Regions from separate parts of the Mus musculus genome. Here region 2 is linked to region 1. A link is a contact called in public Hi-C data. All regions are on one chromosome and are shown on one strand. Each heading gives the region's core, a stretch centred on a gene start, on an enhancer-like site or on the middle of the called end of the contact. The rest is flanking DNA. Distances are from core to core; before and after follow the strand shown.

What was found. A called contact is a pair of places that touch in the nucleus more often than the background predicts.
Region 2: a contact with region 1 is called in a Hi-C map of the HPC-7 cell line, with 1.6 times the contacts expected there. The contact joins the promoter of St3gal3 here to the enhancer-like site in region 1. A contact is called at or near these places in 6 of 39 promoter capture datasets (the 3T3-L1 cell line, the C10 cell line, the HPC-7 cell line and 3 more), 2 of 15 datasets of contacts at CTCF or cohesin (the NIH/3T3 cell line and pro-B cells), 26 of 484 Hi-C or Micro-C datasets (the AML12 cell line, the C2C12 cell line, the HL-1 cell line and 17 more), 6 of 115 datasets of contacts at active chromatin or transcription factors (the HPC-7 cell line, Th17 cells, bone marrow-derived dendritic cells and 2 more) and 2 of 9 other capture datasets (adipose tissue and pancreatic islet).

The regions. Positions count from the first base shown.
Region 1 is chr4:118,096,192-118,103,809 of GRCm38.p6, forward strand. The region is part of intron 2 of St3gal3 (ST3 beta-galactoside alpha-2,3-sialyltransferase 3); the gene reads right to left. Among named protein-coding and RNA genes, the nearest start is that of St3gal3, 35 kb to the right of the region's middle. Within about 2 kb of position 2,575, at least 4 of the 459 cell types and tissues checked have an H3K27ac peak or open chromatin away from gene starts, as enhancers often do.
Region 2 is chr4:118,131,922-118,139,539 of GRCm38.p6, forward strand. St3gal3 (ST3 beta-galactoside alpha-2,3-sialyltransferase 3) reads right to left here and starts at 3,025. Exons shown (of 12, transcript NM_009176.5): 1 at 2,469-3,025. Kdm4a (lysine (K)-specific demethylase 4A) reads right to left here. Exons shown (of 22, transcript NM_001161823.1): 20 at 6,949-7,068; 21 at 6,564-6,656; 22 at 5,083-6,449. The coding sequence ends at 6,309.

The DNA of each region.
Region 1 (7,618 bases), core at 1,325-3,824:
ACTCACCCCTACCCTCCGTCTATGACATCATCCCACCTCTTGCCTACTCACCCCCATCCTCAGGGCAGAAGGCCACTCCCTCTAGCTGCTTGGTCCAAAACGTGTGTCTCTGCTGAGCTGTGTGGAATATCAAGGGGAAGGGGAGGCGTGCTGGGTGAAACAACGCTCATGTGTATGCTTAAGTCAATCACATTACAGGGCTCTCCAGAGCGGTTGCACCTTCTATCTCCTGCCAGCAGAACTACAGGTTACAGGATTTTTATATTCTGACCAGCATAAGACATTATTCAGCTTTCAAATTCTTGTCAAAGAGGGAGAAACAGATATTTTGTTTTAACTTGAGTATTTTGTAGCCTGAGAGTTTGTTTTCTTACAGCCAGTCTCAGTAGTTTCTTAATTCTTTAAAATGCCTGGTACAGTTCTTTGCCGTTTCCTGTTGAGATCCTGAGACCTTTCCCCGTTTCTCTCCATCTCTGCACAGGGTCTCACATAGCCCAGTCTGGCCTTGAACTCAGACCTTCCAATTCTGCTGCCACCCCACCCCGCCCCCATACTGGGATTTCAGGTATGCAGCCTGACGCTCCAATGACAGTTCTGGAGATCAGAGAAGGGCTTCCTGCACGCTAAGCCAGCACTCTGCCGACCAAGCCCATCAGGGTGCCTCTTTCTTTCTCGATGCAGCTCTGCATGTTCTGTACATCAACTCTTGCACATTTCAAACCCTGCCGCTTTCTTTCCTGGCAGTCATAACATACAGATGTTCATTTTGCCTGTGCTGTCCTTAGTAACACAAGGTCTTTACATTTAGTGTAAAGAAGTCCAGGATTTTCTCCCTATGATTTTTCTGGGGTTTCTGCCACCACTGTGTTTATCCTTTGTTTATTTGTTTTAACAATCGCATGTAGCTCAGGCTGGCCTTAGCCTGGCTCTGTAGCTGAGGATGATCCTTCTTCCTGCACCTTCCAAGCGCTGAGACCGCAGTGCACCGCTGCGTCTGTCACCGTCTAAGATGTCTGCGTCTAAGGTTCGTCTCTTCCTGACTCTTAGATGCCTAAGGCACTGATGCCTGCCTCCTCTTGACTGCCAGCTTCATTACAACCACAAGTTTCTGGGAGAGGAATAAAGGACATCCCAGGTGTGTCTCTCAGGGTATTTCCAAGGAGAACTAACAAACTGGGGGAGGTGGGGGCGTGGCCTCACCTCCCAGGCTGGGGGCCTGGAGAGCACGGAAGCAGAAAAGGAGACAGCAGTGGACATTTTCCGGTTCCTGACTGCCACGCTGTCACTTGCTCCACTCAGTCACTGATTCTTCTCTCTGCTGCTCTGGGGCATTTGTCACAGTGACGGGAACTACAATTAGCTCTGTCACAGAGGTGCTCTTTTCCTTTCTCCTAATTGACCACACTCCTCGGGATCTTTCCTTCTAAAAATTTTGTCTTTATGTGTTCGTAATGCCTGTGTGCACATCTGCAGGTGTTCAAGGAGGACGAGCGAGTGGGACTGGACCCACACACACACACACTCCCAAAGTTTGAGTCACGGACTCACAGGAGGTAGGTTCTAGAGACAGAACCCTGATCCTCTGCCATAGGCAGTCAGTTCATGCATTCGGGTAACCATAGAGCCATCCCAGCCCTGACCTGAAAGCTTGAGGCGTTGCTAAGGTCTTCATTTGTGTGTGGATTTCGTGTAAATGGTTCTCCTCAGCCTCTTCCGTGAGGCATGTGTCCTTTCTGCTCTTAGTGTTGCTATTACACTCACTTAATTCCTACATACACGGCTTCTGTCTCTGCTCTCTAGTTTTCAAATTGTTCCTTGTTTTTAATTTCTGTGTGGCATCAGCACTACCATTTCACTGTGTGACATTAAAAATGTCTTCATACGTTAGAGGACGAGAGCCCCTCCTCGATATGGAGAGAAATCAATCAGGATTTGTGCAGCTTCAAAGATGCAAGAGCGGCTGCAGGAAGCCCAGGAAGGGAGAGGACGACGACAGAGGTCGGCTGTCTAGACGGGAGGGCTACAGCGCGAGTTCCGAACCTGAAAGGGCTGTGGATGACTAGGGCAGACAATGGCACAGTGAGAACGGAGGGCTTTCCCAGTTCCTCATCACACACACAACAGACAAAGCCCACGATTCAGGCTGGTTGTGGCTCGGCTGGAGGAAGCTTGCCGTGCAAGCATGGAGTCCTGGGTTGGATCCCCAGCACCACATGAAGATGAGGGGTGGTGACACGCACCTGTAACCCCAGCACACAGGAGGTGAACTCGGCTACGTAGGGAGTTTTAGGTCAGTCTGGGCCACATGAGACCTTGCCTCAAAGAATATTTAAAAACTGATTCTAGAACAGCTCACTGGTGGCTTTTACTAACAGTCCACAAACCGACCCCAAAATGCAAATTCACTCTTCGTGACAAAGGCAACTCCACGTATTTTCACTTTATTTATAATTAGACTGTACCTACTTACCAGAAGTCTACAGAAGAAATTACTGAATGATAAGAACCTGACTTAAGCAAGACCAGAGTGTTTGTCTGGAGTGCACTGCCAACTCAAGTCTCTCTTGAACAGTTGGCAGAGCATGCATCGGTGAGCTGCTGGGCTCATACAATTCCCCTCCGCTCACACACACCATTCTGACCCTTGGAATCAGGAAGTTTCCAGCATTGCCTTTAAACAGAAATGGTATGAAATCACTGCTACTTTTAAGTTTCCAATCTGAGTTTGCTCGGCCATGAGATCAGTTGGCCATGGCTGTGCAGTGGGGAACTCTACAGTTAGTACCAATGCACACTGACAGCAGTATGATGTCATACTTTTACAGTAAGACACCTGGGTACTTGGGGGCAGGGCATATAGTTCAAACATGAATACATGAAAACTCTCTTGAATGGATGTACACACAATCGCTTCCAATTTACTTGTATGGAGACCTCCACCCCTGCTTTTCATTTTGTTTTCTTGTAAGTAATTCGTAACTCTTGAAGAGGACTCTGCCCTCAGTTGGCTGTGGTCAGAAATGCTACCGATGGGCAAGCAGAAGGAAAAATAGCTCCTGACAAAAGGACTCTGTCTTATGCAGGTGGTGGATCGGTCAGACCCCTAGACACCAAGTACTGAGACCAGAATGCAGACCGGTCTCCACTCAAAACCAACTCACTTTAAACTGAGTTTTCCCATGGGAGTGGTGGCACATAGCTTTAATCATCACAGGCAGAGGCAGAGGCAGGCAGATCTCTGTGAGTCTGAGGACAGCTTGGTCTATATAGTCAGTCCCAGGCTAGCCATGACTACACCATGAGACCCTGTCTTAAACAAAAACCCCAAACCCTGAGTTTTCCCATCTGTAAAACTGGTTAAGAATGGCCTGGACTTTACAACTCTAGGAGTGTGATTTCAACCAAGACATGGATAATGTGTTAAGCCTCATGAGTCAAAACTTTAAAATGTGGAAGTACTACTAATCACTTAATAGGGGCTAACGCATGCATGTAGGCTTGTCGTGGCGGCACACGCTGGCAATCTGTGATCTAGGGACATAGAGGCAGGAGATAAGGAATTCAAGATCCTTCCTAGCTACAAAGCCAGCTTGAGGCAGACAGCAGGAAGAGAGACACGATGTCCACCCCCAGTGACACACTTCCTCCAACAAGGCCACACCCACCCTAACAAGGCCACACCTCCCATTAGTGCCAGTCCCTGGTGACCAAGCATTCTAATATATGACCCTATGGCTAGCAATCTTATTCAAACCCCCACAGGAACTTACACCTGTAACTGACATATGCATATCACGCATATATATATACTCTCAGGCACACACACTTATACATAAGTTTCTTTTTAAAAATTTCTCAAAGGGTGGCCAGATCATGAGAGCCATGAGAGAAGAGCAGCAATATGAACACGTGCATTTATGCCAAAGCCCTGACAAGTGGACTGTGAGGACCACCCTGCCAATAGATGCTTCCTGCTGCTGATTTCAGGCTTCTTGCCAATGACTGCCCTTCTGTGCGGATATGCACTGTGTGCATTCCAGGGTATGCATGTGCATAGACATCTTTATTAATCCTCTTTGTGTTGGTAGTCATTCATCTCACCTGTTTGTGTGGCTAGTAGAATCCAGGCACAAGCTACAATACAGTGCTGAGCTGCCAGCTCTGTGTCCACCAGTATTTTTGGTTGCTTTCATCTTTGTAAAACCATGCAGGGAGACGCTGGTGCATCTGTCTTAGCTTGTTATTCCATTTCTTTAGGACATAAAACTGCTGCTAGCTTTCTTTCTTTGGCAAGTAAAACCCGATTAAACAGCATGTGTGTTAAAACTCGTGAGTATGAGGGCTGGAGAGATGGTTTGGAGCACTTGTTGCTCTTACGGGGGACTCGGGTCTGATTGCCAGCACCCACACGGTAGCTCACAACCATCCGTAATCCTAGTTCCAGGGGATCTGACGTCCTCTTTTTTCCTCCTCCGAGACAGGGTTTCTCACTCTATAGACCAGGTTGGGCTTAAACCCACAGAGATCCACCTGCCTCTACCTCCCAAGTGCTGGGATTAAAGGCGTGCGCCACCGTGATCAGGAAATTATATTCTTTATAACTTTGATAGAGTTTTGTGTGATATATAAGAAGGATGTGACTTGACTTTCTCTGACTAGATTAGGCACTGTCTGGAACTAAAGTAGGATAGTCCCCCTTTGCTCTCAGATCTGAACGTCCCTGCTTCTTACGCCTCTTCCCTGCAGGTAGCAGTCCCACCGACCTCTTCCTGTGTCAGTGCCCCATTGACTGAGTGTGGCTGAGAAGAGATCGGAAGCCTAGAAGGGTAAACATCTCTTGCTTTACTTTCTTTTGTTTTTTCAGTTTTTTTGTTTTTTTGTTTTTTTTTTAATTGGGTCTGGAGATCGGCTTAGCAATGAAAAGCACTTGTTGCTCTTACAGAGAATCAGGGTTCTGTTTCCAGCACCCACATGGTGGCTCACAACCATCAGTAACTGCAGTACCAGGGCATCTGATGCACTCTTCTGACAAATGTGAACAGGCACATTTACATACATGCAGAAAAATGCACATACATATAAAATAATAGTATTAATAAATCTTTTTAAAAAGATTACATTTTCTCATTTTGTGTGTATGTGTGTGCATGTACAAGCTTGCTGGGGTGCACACATGGAAGTCAGAGGACAAACGGTAGGAGTCGGTTCTCTCCTTCCACCACATAAGTGCTGGGGATCAAACTCAGGTCACCGGGCTTGGCAGCAAGCCCCTTTTCTTACTGAGCCATCTTGCCAGCCCAAACTCTTTATTTAAAAATAAAGATTTTAATGAAGCATACTTCCATTATTTTTTAAATGCATAAAAATAAAATTCACATTTAAGTAGCAGGTGTTCTGACTTCTGGCAAATCCATACACGTGTGAGGACATGGCCTGAAACAAGATGTTCAGCATTGCATCATCCTAGATAAGCTCTTCAAGTTCCCACAATCCGCTGCGTAGATTACCCAGCGATGTAATCTCTACAGTTGAGGATTAGTTTAACCCCTTCTAGAACTTACTCTAAATGGAATCACATGACTTGTACTCTCTCCTCCATAGCTTATTTCACTCAGCGCATGGCTATGGGTTTCACCCACGTTGTCTTGTGTAACAGGAGCTTGCTCCACTGTGCACTACAGCACAGTGTTCTCCCTCATCACTACAGCAGTGTGCTCCCTCATCACTAGAGCAGTGTGCTCCCTCATCGCTACAGCACAATGTGCTCCCTCATCACTAGAGCAGTGTGCTCCCTCATCACTACAGCACAATGTGCTCCCTCATCACTAGAGCAGTGTGCTCCCTCATCACTACAGCACAATGTGCTCCCTCATCACTAGAGCAGTGTGCTCCCTCATCACTACAGCACAATGTGTTCCCTCATCACTACAGCACAATGTGCTCCCTCATCACTACAGCAGTGTGCTCCTCATCACTAGAGCAGTGTGCTCCCTCATCACTAGAGCAGTGTGCTCCCTCATCACTAGAGCAGTGTCCTCCCTCATCACTACAGCAGTATGCTCCCTCATCACTAGAGCAGTGTGTTCCTCATCACTAGAGCAGTGTGCTCCCTCATCACTAGAGCAGTGTCCTCCCTCATCACTACAGCACAGTGTGCTCCCTCATCACTAGAGCAGTGTGCTCCCTCATCACTAGAGCAGTGTGCTCCCTCATCACTACAGCACAATGTGTTCCCTCATCACTACAGCAGTGTGCTCCCTCATCACTATAACACAGTATGCTCCCTCATCACTACAGCAGTGTGCTCCCTCATCACTAGAGCAGTGTCCTCCCTCATCACTACAGCACAATGTGCTCCCTCATCACTATAGCAGTGTGCTTCTCATCACTACAGCAGTGTGCTCCCTCATCACTACAGCACAATGTGTTCCCTCATCACTACAGCAGTGTGCTCCCTCATGACTATAGCACAGTATGCTCCCTCATCACTACAGCAGTGTGCTCCCTCATCACTAGAGCAGTGTCCTCCCTCATCACTACAGCACAATGTGCTCCCTCATCACTATAGCAGTGTGCTCCTCATCACTACAGCAGTGTGCTCCCTCATCACTACAGCACAATGTGCTCCCTCATCACTACAGCAGTGTGCTCCTCATCACTACAGCAGTGTGCTCCCTCATCACTACAGCAGAGTGCTCCCTCGTCACTAACAGATTTTGAACTTGTTTTCTGTACATGCCTATTGCAAATAAATTTGCCACAGATATTTGTTTCCAAATCTTTTTGTAGACAGAAATTTTCACTCCTCTGGAGTAATAGTTATTGACAAATGCACACGTATGTGTAACTTCTTACAAGTTGTTTTCTAAGGTTGAGGTGTCCTGAACTTCAAACACTGTCTTGCTAGGAGCTCTGTGGACCTTGTAGGTCTTGCTCTCCAGTGAGACCTCGACACCTAAGGGCACGGCCTTTCAGTGAGTCCGCTGTTTACCCAGTGCTGAGAGCTTTCCACTGCAGGGCAGGGTCTCTGGTGTCCTAGCTCCCCCATCATGCCTGCTCTGCCACTTCTTTTATGGAATCCTAGGCCATAGCACTAGACCGGAAGCCTCGGTATTTCTGCCCCGTGTGTGACAGCTCAGACTCTCTGGAATCCTCCCACAGATGTCTGTGGGCCACTCCACAAATTCCCATAGTTTCAAACGCCCTGAATGCTGCTCCTGGTCTCTCTGACTAGCAGAAACCACCACAGCCAGTCCCATACTGACCTCTGAACAGTGGTGTCCTAGCAGGAGGCTGGGAGGCTGTGGGCTCCCTCAGGGTTTTCCTTCACAGGTGCTGAAATCTATGCTCCTTCCCCTTGTTTGACACAGTTGATTTGGTCTGCGTGAACAATTCTTTATGGAGCTAAAGCTACTTCTGACACTGGCTGCTCTATCACCCAGTGGTTCTCAGCCTGAGTCACACCCCTGATGGACTGTGTGGCAGGCATTCTGCATAGCAGCTATCTACATTATGATTCATATATAGAAAATTACAGTTACGCAGGAGTAACAAAAATCATTTTATGGTTGGGGGTCGCCACAGCACGAGGAACTATATAAAAAGGTCACAGCATCAG
Region 2 (7,618 bases), core at 1,775-4,274, 36 kb after region 1:
GTCTAACACTGCGAGTGGAAGCGACGGTAAGGTGACCATGGCAAACAGGAAAACCCTGAAGCCTGCAGAGCTGAGGGGATGGAAGACTCTGAGTTCAAGGTCCTCAGCTGTTTGAGGCTGGCCTAGGCTGCCTGAGGTCCTGTCTAAAATGGAGGGAGAAAGGGCAGGGGGCGGGGTGTTCAAGGCCAGCCCGGACTAGACAAGATCTTGCCTCAAAAAACACCAACCAAACAAATAAAACACACCCACACACCACACACAAGAGAACCAATATCAAAAAAATTACAAATACAAAAGGGCAGAGCCCCAGAATTAGAGAGTGACAGGTCATCTAGGTGGAGGGAAAAGTACAGAGAGGACTTACAGAGGAAGTTCCGTATGGAATGGCCATAAAACGTGGGCCAGGGCAATGACGGAGAATGAAGGGCTCATTTAAGACATAAAAAGCCAACACATGCAAACACCTGGAGCTTAAGCAACCAAACAAATGGATGAAGGGACCTGGAAAGGGCTTTAACAAAGGGCATGCCAATAACCCGCAGATGCCAGGCTGCCCTCGGCCTAACCCAATAGAGAGCCCTGAAAGCCGGAAAAGTGGCGTGCCTATCTGTAACGGTGGGTGAGGTCTAACAGAAGGGGGAGGGGGGACACATGTTCAGGGGATTCTGGGGCAATTCCCAGAAACACCAGGCCCCAACCTGTGTGATGACTGTAAGAGCTGAAAAAAAATCAATGTCAGAGCAGTGTGGTGGCAGCCCTGGGACCTGTCACTAACTGCACGAAGCTGGCTGGTAACTGAAAGCAAGAGGCAACGTGGATTCCAGCTCAAGGCAGCTACAGAAGTGACATCCCCATCTAAGTGCTACTCATGGTATCTTTCCTGCCGGGTCCAGGTCCTCATGGCGATTGGTCTAGCCTTTGATCCCCATAGGACAAAGGTGTTTCTCTAACCCACCATTGGATTGCTTTTGTTTACAACAGGGTCACTAGGCTAGCCTCAAGCTCACAGTGTAGTTAGAGATGACCTTGAACTTCTTCTTTTTTTTTTTCCAACATTCAAAGCTTTTTTTATTAAGAGTAAGATCCAGGGTTAGTTTTTGTAGCCTCAGCTGGCCCTTCGGCCTCTGGCACGCTCAAACTTCCGGCCTTTGGAACGAACATAGGGTTTGGTATCCTCCTGTGACGCCATGCCTGGTTTTACAAGGTGCAGAGGATCACATAGGGCTCCTTGCATGCTAGACAAGGACCCTACCAACTGAACTACATCCCCAGCCCCCAACTTGTCTTTTGTACAACCTCATCTCCCTTTCTTCTGCTGCTAAGAAAGCCCTGGAACCACACACAGCATCGAGTCCTCCTCTGCCATCTTCCGCATCCTGGATTTTCACTGGCTCACTTCCTCTCCAGGTAGCCTTTCCACTCTTTGTGGCTCAACTCAAAAAACTTCAGTTCCGCCATGAAATCTTCCTTAAACACACTCCCGTCTCCTCTTGGAATTCTAGAGGCCACACCCTGAGTTTCTCATCTGTGTGTGCTTCACTTCCACATCCTACAGAGGTCCAGAGAACAATCTCCATAATTTAATTGTCCAAGTTCCCCTCAAGTCTACACCTTGCACAAAACATAACACGGATTCAGTAGGCGCTTGACTGTGTGAGCAAGCTCACTAGTCTCTAGGAACACACTTGCTTTGCTTCATCATTAATAACTTGTTAGGAGACACAGACATCAGATTAGCGAAATGGAGCAACCAACACCACTTTATATTTCAAAATGTCTGTTATTTTAGGAGACTATATGAAACTCCCATCTGGTCATAAGGTTTTACTCCAATTTTTAATCCTCCAATCTTTCTTCTTTTCCTTTCTTCAGTCTTTTGAGACTGGGTCTTGCTATGTGGCTCTTGTTGACACGGTTTTATTATTCTATGTAGCCCAGGCTGGCCTCTGAAGCAATCCTCCTGCTTCAGCTTCTGAGTGCTATTACAGGTGTGCACCTACTACCCCGGGATCCAATTCCTCTGAGTCTTTAATTGAAAGTTTAGGGACACAAGTGGAATTGTCATGATGTCTACTGTGCTACATGTCAGGAACCTAACTCTAACTCGTGGCTTTTCCTTCCTTCTCAGCCCATTATCTATAGTGCTAATAATTCAAAGGACCTCAGAGAAATGTGTTAAGCACTCTTTGCTTTCTGGGATAGCAGCCGGCTCCCTTCATCGGTCACTCCCTAGGTTAATTACAGTGACTCAGTTTTACCACCTCCCCGTACTCTAGAGAAACAGACAAAAATTAAATTTATTGAGGAATCATAAAAATGGGTGCTACTGTAAAAAGGAGTCTAAACACATCTGTGGGACATCCGCCTAACCAAATCTACCGTCCTCACTAAGCTTTTCTCTCGCAAACAAGACCACTGAGAAGACAATGAGGAAGCACTCCAGAAGAAAGGGTAGCGAGAAGACGTACTTTGATAAACTGACCCGGTCGCTCCGAGGAGGATCTGGCCCCGGGGAAGGCAGAGATGACAACCGCTACTCTTGGTGACTCCCGCTAGGCTTTCCCCGGACTTTCTTGCGCTTGTCCCACAGCGGGTCCCGGGTGACCGTGACCCTCCTTTGCGCTCAGACTCGCGCGCCTGGGACACTGCACACAGGTGACCTCGGCGCGCTCGGCCCGGCTCGCGCGGCCCTCTGGCAGGCCTGGCCCCCACCCGGGCCCGGGCTTTGGTCCCCAGCGCGGCTCGGGCCGGTCTGGCCGGGGGAGGGGCGCGGCGGCCGAGAGCTGCTTCGGGGACGCAGGGCAGGCCTTACCGCAGCAGAGAGGGAGGCCGGGGGCGGGTGGCGCCAGGGCGCACGCAGAGCGCGGAGGCAATTGCAGCGCGAATAGCGGGGACAGCCGAGGGGACCCCAGAGGGAGCCCAGGACGCGGCAAGCTGCACGGGCGCCGCCATGGTGGGGACGCAGCGGCGGGACCACCAATCCTGCGGTCCGCCTCGGCGGCCGCGCCGGGGGTCGGGCATCAGCAGCCAATGGGAGCACCGGAACCGGGCGGGGCGCCAGGCAGGCCAATGCGAGGCTTCGCCGCAGGGTTGGGCGGGCCCGGACCCCGGAGACCCAATGGAAGCCAGAGGCCGAATCCATCCCCTCCCCATCCCCGGGCTATAGCTGGGGCTTGGGAGGAGCGCTGCGTGGAGCTGCGGTGCGTGGGGCTGCCCGGCTGCGGTCAGGTTTCCTCTGCTTCCCAGAGGAAGTCTTCTGTCCCTACTTCACCACTCTGCTGTCAGCCCCTGACGCTGGTGGTAACCTCTAGAACGCCTTCTGAAGCCCTATCCAATCCCGTGAGGGTAAGAGGCCTGCTAAGTTCAGGCGTGACCTCGAAGAAAGGTCGCAGATAGGCCACAAAGCCACCCCACATACCCAGTTCAGGAGGTCGCGCCCTCATTCTGCAGCGGAGTGCATTATCCTAAGGCAGAATTTAATACAGAATTTTCCCAAAGAGGAGGTGGGGACATAACTTGGCACTCTCAGATGCCAATCTTATACAAGGTATACAAGACATAAGTTTCTGCTTTGGCAAAAAGCTGAAGTGCAGTCTTTGGCTGTGGTGGGTCATGAACCCAGACTAGACTACACTGGCCAGGAAGTGCCTAAGGCAGACCCAACTTTGAAGTTGAGCAAGTTTAAAGCCCCAGGCCATCCCCAGCACCAGAAAAAAAAAAAAAAACAAAAACAAAACCACAGGCCAGTTTTATGAGACTTGGGAAAGTCCCATAGCTTTTTATGAACTGGGAATTTTCTTATAATAGGCCAAAAATATTTTTGAATGGTTGACTTAACTAATCATGGTAGTGGTGGTACGTACTTAACTACTCTCTAAACTGAAGCAGGATTAAACATTCAACAACTTTGTGGGTCTCAGTATCTTTGGGTTTTGTTTTGGTTTATTTTGTTTTTGTTTTAGTGTCTGCATGAATGTATGTCCCAGTGCCTGTGTATCCCAGAAGGCCTCATAGCCCCTGGAACTAGAGTTACAGACAGTTGCAAGCCACCAAGTGGACAGTGACAACTGAACCTGGGTTCCCCAGAAAAGTATTCTTAAGGGCTAAACTATCTCTCCATCCCACAGTGGGCTCTTCTTAGGGACAAAAAAGTAGAGAGGGCTGTCGGGTATAGCTTGGCAGTAGTACGTTTGCCTCAAACATTCAAAGGCTTGAATTCAATCCTCAACTCCCATAGAGCTGGGATTACACCAGGCACGAGATTATCCGGTCCTTTAGCAAGGCTGAGGTAATGAGACTCATGGGGAGGAACTACGGGTGCCTGAGGAAGTTAAGTTTTCCTCTCTTCCACGAACGCTCAGCCCCAGCCATTTTCCCCTGAAAATCCCCGAGTGAAGAACAGAGGGGCAACCTTCTTTCCTTGGCTCCAAGGATTTAGCTGTGAAAAAACATCTGTGAAACTCTTCTCTCTTTCCCCAGAGCCAATACTAAGTAGCAGCTCCCAGGCTACAGGGGTACCGAGCACATCATCTAGCACCGGGGCACAAAGCTCAGGCCAGCTGGAATACGGAGGCTGTGCAGAAAGGAGCCTCGCACCAGCTCAGGATCACCTCTTCTTGTCAAAGACTGGGTCTTCCTCCAGGGAAGCAATCAGCAACGACAAGCACTGCAGAGGGCAGCTTCTGCAATCCATGGGGAGATCAAGGGTCTCTTGCTATTCAAGCACCTACAGCATACTCTCCTGGTTCCACAAGGATGGAATCCTGATGCAGGAAGTGATCTGTATATCAGGATGCTGATGACATCAAAAGGGGTTTAAGTGAAACCTCTCTTGAGAAGACCGTAGTCCAATCCTTCCCGTTAACTCCTCCAGGAAAGCAAAAGGAGGTACAGAGAGCCACAATGCCCTGGATGCTCAACGGGCCACAGCACCCACCTCCGTGAACGGTGCCCACCTCAGCGAACAGCTTCCCAGCCCCTGCTCCACAGCCTGACCCAGGGCCACTTGGGCTCATGGGGCAGACCACAGTCAATCCTCTGTTCAATCCATTTTATTGCTAAGGACAAGGTAATGCACCGGTTTTCAAAATAATTTGGTTTATAGAGTTCATACGTAACAAAAAAGGGGAAGTATTATAAATCTGACTCCTGTATACAGAGCAAGGTATGAAGCCCTCCATATTGGGCCCAGGCAAACAAATTCAGGAACCTGTTTAACCCCTTCAATGTTGCCCTCTAGTCCCATCCCACCCCCACCCTCAACCAGCCCCACCCCACCCCTGACCAAGGGCGTAGCTATACCAGCCCTTGGCCTCCAGTGGCCCCAGTTCATCCTAACCCATAGTTAGCCCCTGCATAACTGCACAAAAATCACCCACCAGGCTCTGCCTGTTTCCATCATTAAAATTATCCCTTCAAGGTGGTCCCCACCCACACCCTCTAACACTGTGGCCGCAGGCAGGGGCTTCCGTGCCTGACATTTGTGGGCTCATAGTATATAACCTCTGAGTTCTACTTCAAGGGTGGACAGAGGTGGCAGCCAGCTCCTTAGCATCCCAATACTGCAGCTTTGCCGGCGCTCTCTTGAGATCGGTCCAGGAAGGGACAGATGGCACCCCACCTCTACCCATCCCCCGGGGCCCTTACTCAGCTTGGCTGAGGGCAGAATTTCACATTTTGTTTGCCCTGCAGAGGCAAAGAAGAAAGTGAAGCCCAGGGGCTGGCAGAAGCTAGTCCTGACCAAGCACACACACGCACTCACGTACACGAGTGCAACCACATACGTACTTGCACACCCACACACACATTCTCAAGCACACACACACACACACACACAGGTGTACACTCACACGTTCTCACGCTTACACACAGGTACACACTTGCACGTGTGCACGCTCACACACGCATACATAAATACAAAAGGGGATTGGGTCAGCACCAGCACCTCTCTGCCTTGCTGGTGCCGGTGGGCGGGTAGGAAGCAAGCCACTAAGAAAGAACAATCCGCCCAGCAGGAACAGCTGACCCGATTGGACTGGGGGCTGATGCAATCACAGCATCCCAGTGTCGGCCCGTCAGCTGAGGACGGACAGCTGCTGCCAAGCACCCACAATAGGCTTGTCTTTTCCCGGCAGAATGCATCGAGGGTGGAGTGAGAAGGTGAAAGGTCGGACACGTCATTCCTTTTCTGTGTACAGCTTCACTTTCGAAGTGAAGTTCCAAGTTCGAGTTCCAAGTGTCTGCTGTGCTGTGGAACCCTAGAGTGCTCTCGCCTTGATGGCTGGGAACCTCTCAGATCCTGGAAGCATCTACTCCATGATGGCCCGGTACAGCGCTGGCTCGATGTAATCCTCCCGGTACCGCGAGTTGATGACCCGTTGCCTCTTCTTTTCTTGCTTCACTTCCTTCTCTGTGAAAATCTCATTGAAGCGCATGTCTGAAGCCACCGACTACAAAGGGAAAGACATGCAAACTGTCACTTTGTGGCCACACAAACAAACACTAAAGGGGCATGTGCCTGCCATGTTCAGGACACATGCTCAGGGCACAGAAAGCTCACTCACCAGTCTAGACTTGACTCTCTTGGGAAGCTCTTCATCGAGTGTGTATACATCATCTCTCTTAACCACCAGCTGCGAGCCATCCTCAAACTCCACCTGACAAGCAAGCAAAGGCCCTTTAGCTAGGGTACCAGAGTCCTGTGGGACCTGCGCGCAGTGGCAGTTTCCTGTAGCTAGAGGAGGGCAACTCGGTAGTAAGGACTTTCCATGTAAGGAATGACGGCCATGCCCGAAGGCACAATACCAAAGTGGATACCCCAGATCTGTGAAGGCACTAAGTGACCGGCAAGTTCTTTCAAGAGCAAAGACAAGCTTCTTGCCCGAGGAAACACTAAATTAATGAAGTACCCTCCCACCCTCAAACGCCCATTCAAGAACCTTTGGCTACCTGGTACATCTGGATGGGGTGGGAGGCCACAAACTTAGCCCCATAGACTTGGCCATCTGTCCATCTGACTTGAACCACTTCACCTTCAGCAGGAGGCCCCAGTTGGAGACAGTCCTGACTCTGAGGACAGAGCAGAGGAGGAGAGTGAAGCGCAGCTCACCCAACCACAGTGCTAAGTGCCAATGACTCAGGAAGGACTTCTGCCCACGCACTGCAGGAAAGGCAGCTAGCTCTGGGCTGAAAGCCAAGGTACGGTCCGTCAAACAAGGTCTGCCTTATTCATCTGCCCTAAGCCCTGCTGCCTCTGGGGGAGCAAGCAAACAAAACAAAAACCCCATTACTCAGTAAATGTAGTAAACACAGAGACAGGGGTGGGCTCTCGAATCCACCATCCTGTGTCCTCTCAGCTGAGCTGCTCTGCTATGGAGGAACAGTAGGACTGCATTTGAGTGCTCTAAGACATGTGCTTCTGAGAGAGGGAGGGAGGGAGGGAGACAGAGAGAGAGAGACAGAAAGAGAGAGATTTGAGAGAGAGAGAGAGAGAGAGAGATCGTAAAAAAAAAGGAAGGGACCATCTAGCTGAGAGCAGAGGCTCCCGGGAGACCAGCGAAGGAGCTGGGTGAAGCTCAACTTTGGCTAAGCAGCGTGACCTGCCGTGTGAACAGACAAA